Regions from separate parts of the Canis lupus genome. Here region 1 is linked to region 2. Evidence: chromatin contacts called from public Hi-C data. All regions are on one chromosome and are shown on one strand. The core of a region is the stretch at or near the end of the contact, and the rest is flanking DNA. Distances in the headings are between cores, read along the strand shown. Region 1 overlaps LOC478670 (lipoma-preferred partner). Region 2 overlaps LOC106558210 (a long non-coding RNA gene).

What was found. A called contact is a pair of places that touch in the nucleus more often than the background predicts.
Region 1: a contact with region 2 is called in a Hi-C map of skin fibroblasts, with 4 times the contacts expected there. The contact joins two enhancer-like sites. A contact is called at or near these places in 2 of 9 Hi-C or Micro-C datasets (amygdala and skin fibroblasts).

Annotation. Positions count from the first base shown.
Region 1 is chr34:21,243,283-21,247,670 of UU_Cfam_GSD_1.0, forward strand. All of the region lies in intron 8 of LOC478670 (lipoma-preferred partner), which reads left to right. Among named protein-coding and RNA genes, the nearest start is that of MIR28, 89 kb to the left of the region's middle. Within about 2 kb of position 2,874, at least 6 of the 20 cell types and tissues checked have an H3K27ac peak or open chromatin away from gene starts, as enhancers often do.
Region 2 is chr34:20,321,327-20,325,802 of UU_Cfam_GSD_1.0, forward strand. It overlaps LOC106558210 (a long non-coding RNA gene), which reads left to right. Exons shown (of 2, transcript XR_005383875.1): 2 at 2,986-4,211. Among named protein-coding and RNA genes, the nearest start is that of BCL6, 17 kb to the left of the region's middle. Within about 2 kb of position 1,400, at least 10 of the 20 cell types and tissues checked have an H3K27ac peak or open chromatin away from gene starts, as enhancers often do.

The sequences.
Region 1 (4,388 bases), core at 1,624-4,123, 920 kb after region 2:
GTAGTTATTCGTGTGCCCTGGACAAAATAATATGGTAATATTAGTCCATGCCTTTTGCAATTAAAAGGTATTTGGTTTCATCTGCCATGGCAAGCTCATGTCAGGAAACATCATGATGCAAAAATCCAAACTCCGTGTCTCATGACATTCAAAACTCTCCTTGCTACTTGGCTCAGTTCCCACATACTTGCAGACTGTAAGGCAGCACACTGAACTCAGCCTTTGAATCAAGGAGACAGGGATTTAAACCTAGAACTATTTCCTACTTGGTAACAGTGGCCACAGAGTTTCTTCAGTTTTCTGCTTCTCATCTATAAAAGGAGGTTGATAGTACTTATCATGTGGGACCACCAGGAAGATGAAATGAATTCGTGTGGGGTAAGTGCCAAACAGCAGTGCCTGCCTCCTAATAGATGTTCAATACATGCTAGTTATCATTCCTGATATTCACCATGAAGACCCTGGTCATGCCGTATCTTCTCTGGCAAATAGGTTATATAAATACACCATAAAAATTTATATTGTGATATGTTACCTCAATCCTTTGTTTTTCTCTTCCTGTCACACTCTCCTGGCAACACTGCAGTCTGGATGAACCCAATGACTTGTCTTTGTTCACCAAAGAACTTAAATGTTGCAGGGAGAAAAGCACACAGGCACATCGAGAGTAGTAAAATTGTGACCCTACTCATGGCCAGTATTCTTAACCCTGCTCTCAAGAGAATTATGCCCAGTGGAAAGTCAATCCCAATAAGTTACATACTGTGTGGTTGCATTTGTATAACATTCTTGAAATGACATTGTAGAAAAAAGCAGAACAGGTGAGTAATAATCAGGGGTTAGGGTTGGAGGAGGACTCAGATTAAGCAGGGATGGTGTACATGTGGTTATAAAAGGCAACAGGAGGGAATTGTCCTGGATCGTATTCAGGGTGGTGGACACATGAATCCACACATTGATAACATTGCCTAGGACCAGATACGAGTGCAGGTGCATGTGTGAGCACGTGGGCGTGCATGCACACACATCTAAGCTTTGTTCTCTCTGCCCATCTCCCGTCCTGCTCACAACCCAGAGCCTGCCACCTGACTTCTGTCCCCACCTCTGTATTTATGCGACACTCCTCAACAACCCCAGCGGCCTCCAATACACTGAGGGCTTGTCTGTCCTTATCTGTCTTGAGCCCTCTGAAGCGTGGAAACCTGTTGATGCTGGCTCTTTGAAACAGTCTTCCTTTGGTGTCTGACACTGCCTGCTCCTGGATATTTGTCCTACCTCTCGACTCGTAACATCCTACTCTTTTGTAGCAGAGTTTCTTTCTTCTCTCGACTCCTTAAATTGAGTGTGTGTGTGTGTGTGTGTGTGTGTGTAAGGGTGGGGGGGGATAAAAAAAGTTAGTTTTAGGGGGTTTTGTTTGTTTGTTTAGTCCTGCCCTAATCCCTCTTCTGGTCTCACTGCACACTCTTCTGGTAGTTTCATCTGCCCCCATGACTACAAAGATCATCTATGTGCTGAAAGCTCTCCAGGCCAAAATCTGCAGCCGGGATCTCTCGGAGCTCCAGGCTATGGATCTGTCAACTGACCAGACAGTCTTCATACCTAGGTCTATAGGCCCGCAAATTTCAACACTTTCAAAACAGAACCACGATTTTCTCTTCTGTTCCTGCTCCTGCCTGCGTCCCTGGTCACTGGTTGGCACCACCCGCTTGCCCTGACCGAAGGCACAGGAGTGGTCTATTGTGCATTCCAGCCCTTTCACTCTTTCCTCCTACTAAACACGCACTCACCAAATTCTGATGGAATACTTTGGCTTTCTTTATGTCTACCTTCGTTTTTATAGCAAATGCCTTCGAAATTCTTCAGTGACTTTTTTATTGCCTTCAGGATAAAGTCCCCCCTCCTTGGATCGGCATATAAAAAGCCTATGGCCTCACACATGCACAGGTGTGTGCCCACGCGTGCAGACAGACACACACATTTCCAAAACAGAAAGGTTGCTTGTTGCCCCTGGGACTGGGCAATTACTTTCCCTTCTTGGAATGTGCGGCAGCTTTCTCCCTCCATCTCCATCACCCAGCCAAGAATCCTCCTCCTTCAGGCCTTCCCCGTGTGGTATGAGAACATCATCTGCTTTACCTCTTTCCTGCCAGTTAGGAGATGGCATTTAAGTTGCTTCTTTATTTCTCATGTCCCTTACTAGCCTTATGGGGCGCTATCTTCTTCCCCAGTACGTCCTATGGTAAGCCCCCTGTCTGTGTTTCTTGACAGATGATTATACTGAATGGAACAAGGATGAGGGGCACCTGGGTGGCTCAGTGGTTGGGCGTCTGCCTTTGGCTCAGGGTGTGATCCTGGGGTCCTGGGATCGAGTCCCACATCGGGCTCCTTGCAGGGAGCCTGCTTCTCCCTCTGCCTATGTCTCTGCCTCTCTCTGTGTGTTTCTCATGAATAAATAAATAAAATCTTAAAAAAATAAGTAAATAAAAATGAATGAAACAGGATGAGATGGTGGACTAGCCAGCCAGCTGAATGTGTCAGCACTGCAGGGGCGGCTGTGGGGTAAATACCCTGCACTGGATAATAAGGCCTTCCAGTTTCTGCGACCCTGCCACACAGCCCTGATTGCCAGACCTTTTAGTCACTTCCTCTGAACCTTGCCAGCACTCTTTTCGATTCCTTTTCAAGTTCTTCTACATTGTATGGACCGGAGTGACTCAGAGTCTAACCAGTGCTGACTGTAAGTGTTGCGTCACTGGCCTATGGGGCCCCTCCTCAGTTTCTGTGGCTGCTGCTCTGCTGGCACCATCTCATCGCAGGAGGAGCATGTGGAGCCTGCCAGTGTGTGGTGCCTCTGAACCTGGGTACTAGATCCCAGTTACTGTGCCATGCCTGGCTTAGTGCAATGTGCATTCAGCTGGCAGCCAGGAAACCAGGCCCACCTGGCTCTGCCACTGACCAGGGCCTGCCCTAGAGCACCTGACTGTGCCTGTCCATTTGGTTCACAAAGACCCACCCAGGGTCCTTTTTAAAGACGCTCTTTGTGTTTTAGGGCAGTAAGCATTTATCTCATTGTGATCCACTGTATGGACAGCTTATGTATGTATGATGATTTGAAACATGCCAGTGAAGACATCTTTATAAAATAGAAGAATTCTGTGCCTGCAGGGCTTTATGGTTCTCAGTGTGGTTCCACATCCATCGTCTCGTTTCATCCTTACGCATTTGGAAACTGAGGCTCAGTGACCTATTCACGGGAACAAAAATAATAGCCAGTGGAGCCAATCATTTTGAGTCTGCATAAAGATTTCATAAACATTGATCTAAAAAGTACCATCCATTAGACAACAAGAGTGAAGACATCAACAGGAGATTCATAGAACAGACAGTAATAATAGCTGATAAAAATCTGACAGGAGGTTCCACTTTATTTTATTTATTTAAAGAAATGCAGTTTAAAATCCCATTTTCCATTATCAGACTGACCACGATTTACAAGTTTGATACTTGGTTTTGGCTAAGATGCAGGGAAACGCGTACCCTCCTATACTTTGGATTGGATTACAAGTTCATACAACCTCTTGGAAACAAAATTTAGTATTCTCTCTCAAAATGTTAATTGTATACATATTTTGACACTAAAATTCAAACGACAATATGCCATTTGACATATTTGCTCAAGGGCCCCCAGCGATACCTCTTTAAGAGTACACGTAGTGTGTAATTGTTTGTAGTAGTATAAACAGACTGGTAAATAAAATAACAAAATAAATAAATATGGCTAATTCATATAATAACTTGACAGCTATTAAAAAAAACAAGGTAAATTTATAGGTACTACAAAAGATACCAAGAAAAACTGGTTGAAGAAAAGATAAGATACAGAGCAGTACATAAAATCTCAATTGTGTTTAATGAAAAACACGTTTATATGTGATGAATATGTGTGCATGTGTGTGTGCACATATACATGCACACACGTATACAGGCATAGAAAAATTATAGGAACAGTCAAGTTTGGTATGGCTACCTCTGGGGAAGAGGTTTACTTTTTCACTTTATAGGCTGCTCTGATAATTAAAATTTTATTTTCATTTTTTTCTGGCAGTTAAAATTTTGAATGAGTGTACATACATACATTGAAAAACTAGAAAAGTTACATGCAGTTGAAATGCTTTTATTATTCCCTGAACTACGGTGTAGCTTATTGGTTTGCCCAACTTCACTGACCCAAATAGAAAAACTTTCAAGGAAAAAAAAAAACAAAAAACACTTTAGAAGCCTTAGGTTTATATGACTTTTAAAGTAAAAAAAATATTAATAATCCCACTCTGTAAATCGGAATTCCCACCATCAGCCTCAAAACATAATAGCAAGCAGATGACTCATCT
Region 2 (4,476 bases), core at 150-2,649:
AGTAATAGGTTCCTGATCGCAGCTGTGGGGTAAATATAAGCTTTGTTACGAATAAAATAGCCTGGTCCTAATATTACATCTATTTAAGGAAAGGAACGGATTTTGCATCCAGTTCCCCAAAATTCAATCATAGCTGAAAAGGAAGCTATCCTTGGAATAAATACCGTCTTGCCCTCTTTTTAAGGGGGCTCCAAACGGGAAGTCAGTTTTACCTGTCAGGAACCCTTGAAAGTTGGTAGATCTTTTAAGTCATCACTTCTCAGGATTACGGATTTTAGACTGGGAGGGAACCTTGCAGATCAATCACTCAACACCCCCAGGCTTCCCTCATCAAGAGGACAGGCTGGCCCTCACCAGAGGCCTGTGTGACCCTGGACACAACAAAATGGATCTGCATTTGATGGTCCAGCGTCATTTCAGAGAATGAAGGCCATCTGACTACCTGGCTTTGGAGGAGGGTGTCCTGTTTCCCGGCAGAATTGGGGAAAGCAAGGCTGCTTTGGGTTCCTCGGAAACTGTAAATTCGTTCTCAGAACGAACTCCCAAGTCATAATGTCACTACTGAGTTTTGATGGACATTTGGGTTTGCTTAGGTTTGTCACCTGTGCTGCGGTCCTCGACACAGCTTCTGATGGGTGTGGGAGATGCTGTCTACCTGCTGTCTACAATTTTACTTATTCCTTTTCTCTCAAATCCTTCACTTAGAGTTTTTGTAAACAAGCTCCCTGTATCATCCTTGGAGAAAGAAAAGAGTTTTCTTGGTATATTTTAGAGGAATCGAGCAGAAAGTTTTGAGACCGTAAAAGAAAAAACAGAAGATGATTTCCAGCTACTACCTTCTGAAAAAGAAGTGTCAACGTTTAATTTTGATCCATATGCTGCCTGCTTTCAGCCTGTTTTATTCTGAGACTTTTTTTTTTCTTTAGAAACCTTTTCAGCCTAGCTCAGAGTACCCCCTCCCCGCCCCAAACACTGATTTTCCACACTTTTCTCACTTTTTTTTTTTTTTTAAATGGAAACAAATATCAGGAGCTTAAAATAGAGAAGTGATGAGGGGGGCACCTAATCATTTGTTTATTGCATTGGATCACTGTTTTGAACAGCAGGGTTTTCACTTCCTATGAAACTCTAGCATGAAGGAAAGTAGCAGCTGGACCAGGAAGGGATGAAGAGAGGAAAGCACTGGAGTGTTTGTAAACTCTGGGTAGCTGGCCCACCCTCCCTGCGGCTGCCTCCCGGTACTTAGCTGTCTTTACTACCTAAGGCTAGAAGTGGAAAAACTTGATTTGCTTGTTGTGCCTGCATTTTTTTTTTTTTTCTCTCTTCTTCTCCACACCGCCCTCTGTACACCTGACCATGCAGAAGCCTATCTGAAGCCGGCTGGATGGCAGGCAGAGCCGGAGAGCGGAAGAATGTGCGGAGGGAGGGAGTGCTTGGGTCCTGGTACTTTTCCATTCACATCTCCACAGTGGCTTTTCTTGTTTATTTCAACCTCCACCCGCAGAAACCTTTCAGCTGCCTGAAATTCGAGTCATTACACTGTTCCCTGAGGTCAGACTACAGATGCTCCGCGCATGTTTGCTACATGTCAGTGTCTATGTAACATGTACACACGCACACACAAACACACACACAAACATGTAACTCTGCAGGGGCATGGTGTGAGGTAGGAAGAAAAAAAAAAAAAAACCCAAACCTGGATTTGTTGCCAAAAAACCCTTGGCTTCTAATTACAGTTCTGCCTGGAACTCCCTTTTGGAACCTGGAGCAAAACCACTTGTCAGGACTCAGTTTCCTCCGCCGTGTGAAGAAATAACCCCGATGATTTACATGATGTTTATCTGTCCTAAATTCTATACTTTTATATCCAAATACATATTTTACATAACTTTAAGATGGGAGGGATGGACAGGAGCTGAATCTGTATGTGTACCTGGGATGGGGGAAGGGGTTAAAATTTAAACTAAATAAAGAAGGCAGTCCCAGAATCCTCACCTCTATCAATTTTTAACCAATTGTAGACCAAAGTCTGGGGTTATGCTGAGTAGGTCCAAAAACCAATTGAAGATTTTTAACGTTGAGTTGGAGGAGACAGGTTCTAAGACCTTGTACCTTGGATCTCTAGCATTCATAATCAGTTGTGACAGTTCCCAAGTGTCTTTTCAGCACTATTGTTCTTCTTTTTTTTTTTTTTTTCTTCCTTCTGTTTGTTTTTGGAAACTGTCCCAGTCAATGATAGGAAGGAGATGACACTTGTAAACTGGGCAGGCAGTCTTTAAGCCACTGGGCCCCATGTGGATGTGAAAAATATGTCATAACATTCACACACACACACATACACACACACACGAAGGAAGGAAAAAAAAAAAAAAAAAACCTAGAGAGAGATTCCTAGTAAGAAACTCAGAGGTAGTTCAGCCATCACTGCCTTAAAGGTAATTATTTGAAGTTAGAGGAAATAACAGATGAGGAGTTTGCCCTTAAAAACAAAAGAAGAAAAGCCTAGATCTTCCAGAACAAACTTAAAGGCAATAAAAGAGATACTTTCAATCAGTATTTCCTATACTTTTTTTGATCTTCATTCTTTTAAAGCAAAAGGTCTAAAGTTTCTCAGACCTGATTATCTAGATGAAATAAGGTCTTTAACAGACCTCAGCATCCTCAGGAAGTAATAAAACAGCTCCTATTTATTAGCAGAGACCTCCCTACCACCACCATTTCTCCTTTGGCTTAGACCCTCTGGGATATTGCTGCCCACGTACCAGCAGACGTGGAGTCAATTACACTCTCAGTGTAAAACTACTGGACTATAATGTGCTAGAACCGAGGGGTCCTTAGCAACAATCCAATCCAACGCTACGGATGTTATAGCATTGAGAACTGAGGCCCAGACAAGGCATTTTCCACATCCTCTGAATCCCTAACAGAGTCAGATCTAGAATTCTGATACCCTGGTTCTAAATCCACTGTTTGTTTTTTCCATAGCTTATCATGGAAAGAGGAGATAGGATGGGCAGCCCTGCAAAAGAGCCCTTTGCTGTGGCCTTATATTCAGAGAAGACTTCAAATTTGGACTTTTGATTTGCTCTCCACTGAGGTTCTGCTTCAGTCTTAATGGTACACGGACAGGATGGAAACAAGACCTTCACACACAAGCTTTGTGTGCAGTACCCACCGTAGGACCTAATGTAGAAGCCCTCACACTCTCCCACAGTGCTATGATTTCATAGTTTCTGAATCTAGAATTATCTTATGAATCATGCAATTTTATTGTAATTGTGTGTATGTTGGTATTTAAAATGTGAAGTTTTAAATATATTTGGCCTAGAAGCAACGATACCATAGTAGCAATGAACACACCTAGTGCCCAGATTATACCGTAAAAGAAGGATTTGCTAAAAAGAAGAAGGAGGAGGAGGAGAAGAAGAAGAAAAGAAACCAAACAAATACACAAAAGATCCCTACATCGACCGGGGGGGATATTTCAGAGATACTAGGGCTACCTGAAGAGCTCCCAATGGTCAAAGCTACAAATTTGAGCAACAATATAGACTAATATTAGATTATAACCAAAAGTATAAAATAAACGGCAACAATTTTACACAGATAAAAATAAATTATGGGAAAAATTAATAAATGGAAGAGACAAATTTCTCATGCAGAAGAATTCCAAATAATCTATGTAGCCACTCTCCCCTGAAGGAGGGAGAGTATAATTCTCTTCTCCTTAAATGTGAGCTGGGCATAGTCACTTCTTTCTAAAGAGTATGGTATGGGAAGGGGAGTGGGGGAGGTAATTTTACATGGAGAAACCAGACTAACACTACATCAGCCACAATATCAAGGTCAACATCAACAATGATAAACCAAAAACAAAGAAACAAACAAACAAATGATGATAAACCATGTTGATTGTATGTACCTTTGATATAAGGTGGTGAAATCATTCTTTACCTCTGTAGTCTTCCTCCCATACCTCAGTCTGTTTCTGAGAAAAACATTAGACACACCCTAGTAGAGGGGCATCCTACAAAATGCTTGACCAGAATTACTCAAAACCGTCAAGGTTATCAAAAACAAGGAAAGTCTGATGAGCTGCCACAGCCAAGAATAACTCAAGAAGACATGATAACTTAATGTAAAGTAGTATTTAGCCAAAAAAGAAAGTAAATCTAAACAAATATGAATATATGATGGACTTTAGTTAATAATGTTGTGTCAGTGTTGTTTCATCAGTTGTTACAAATGTCCCATACTAAGGTGAAATGTTACTAATGGGGGAAACTGCGTACAGGATTGTTCTCTGTACTATCTTCTCATTTTTTAAGGTTAAAGACCTACACACACACACACACACACACACACACACACACACACACACATAATCTCTTTCTCTCTTCTCCATTTCTTTCCTCCATACTAGAAGCCTCCAAAAAGTGACCCAGGCTTCTCTTGATATCTGAGAGGTCCTGCCCC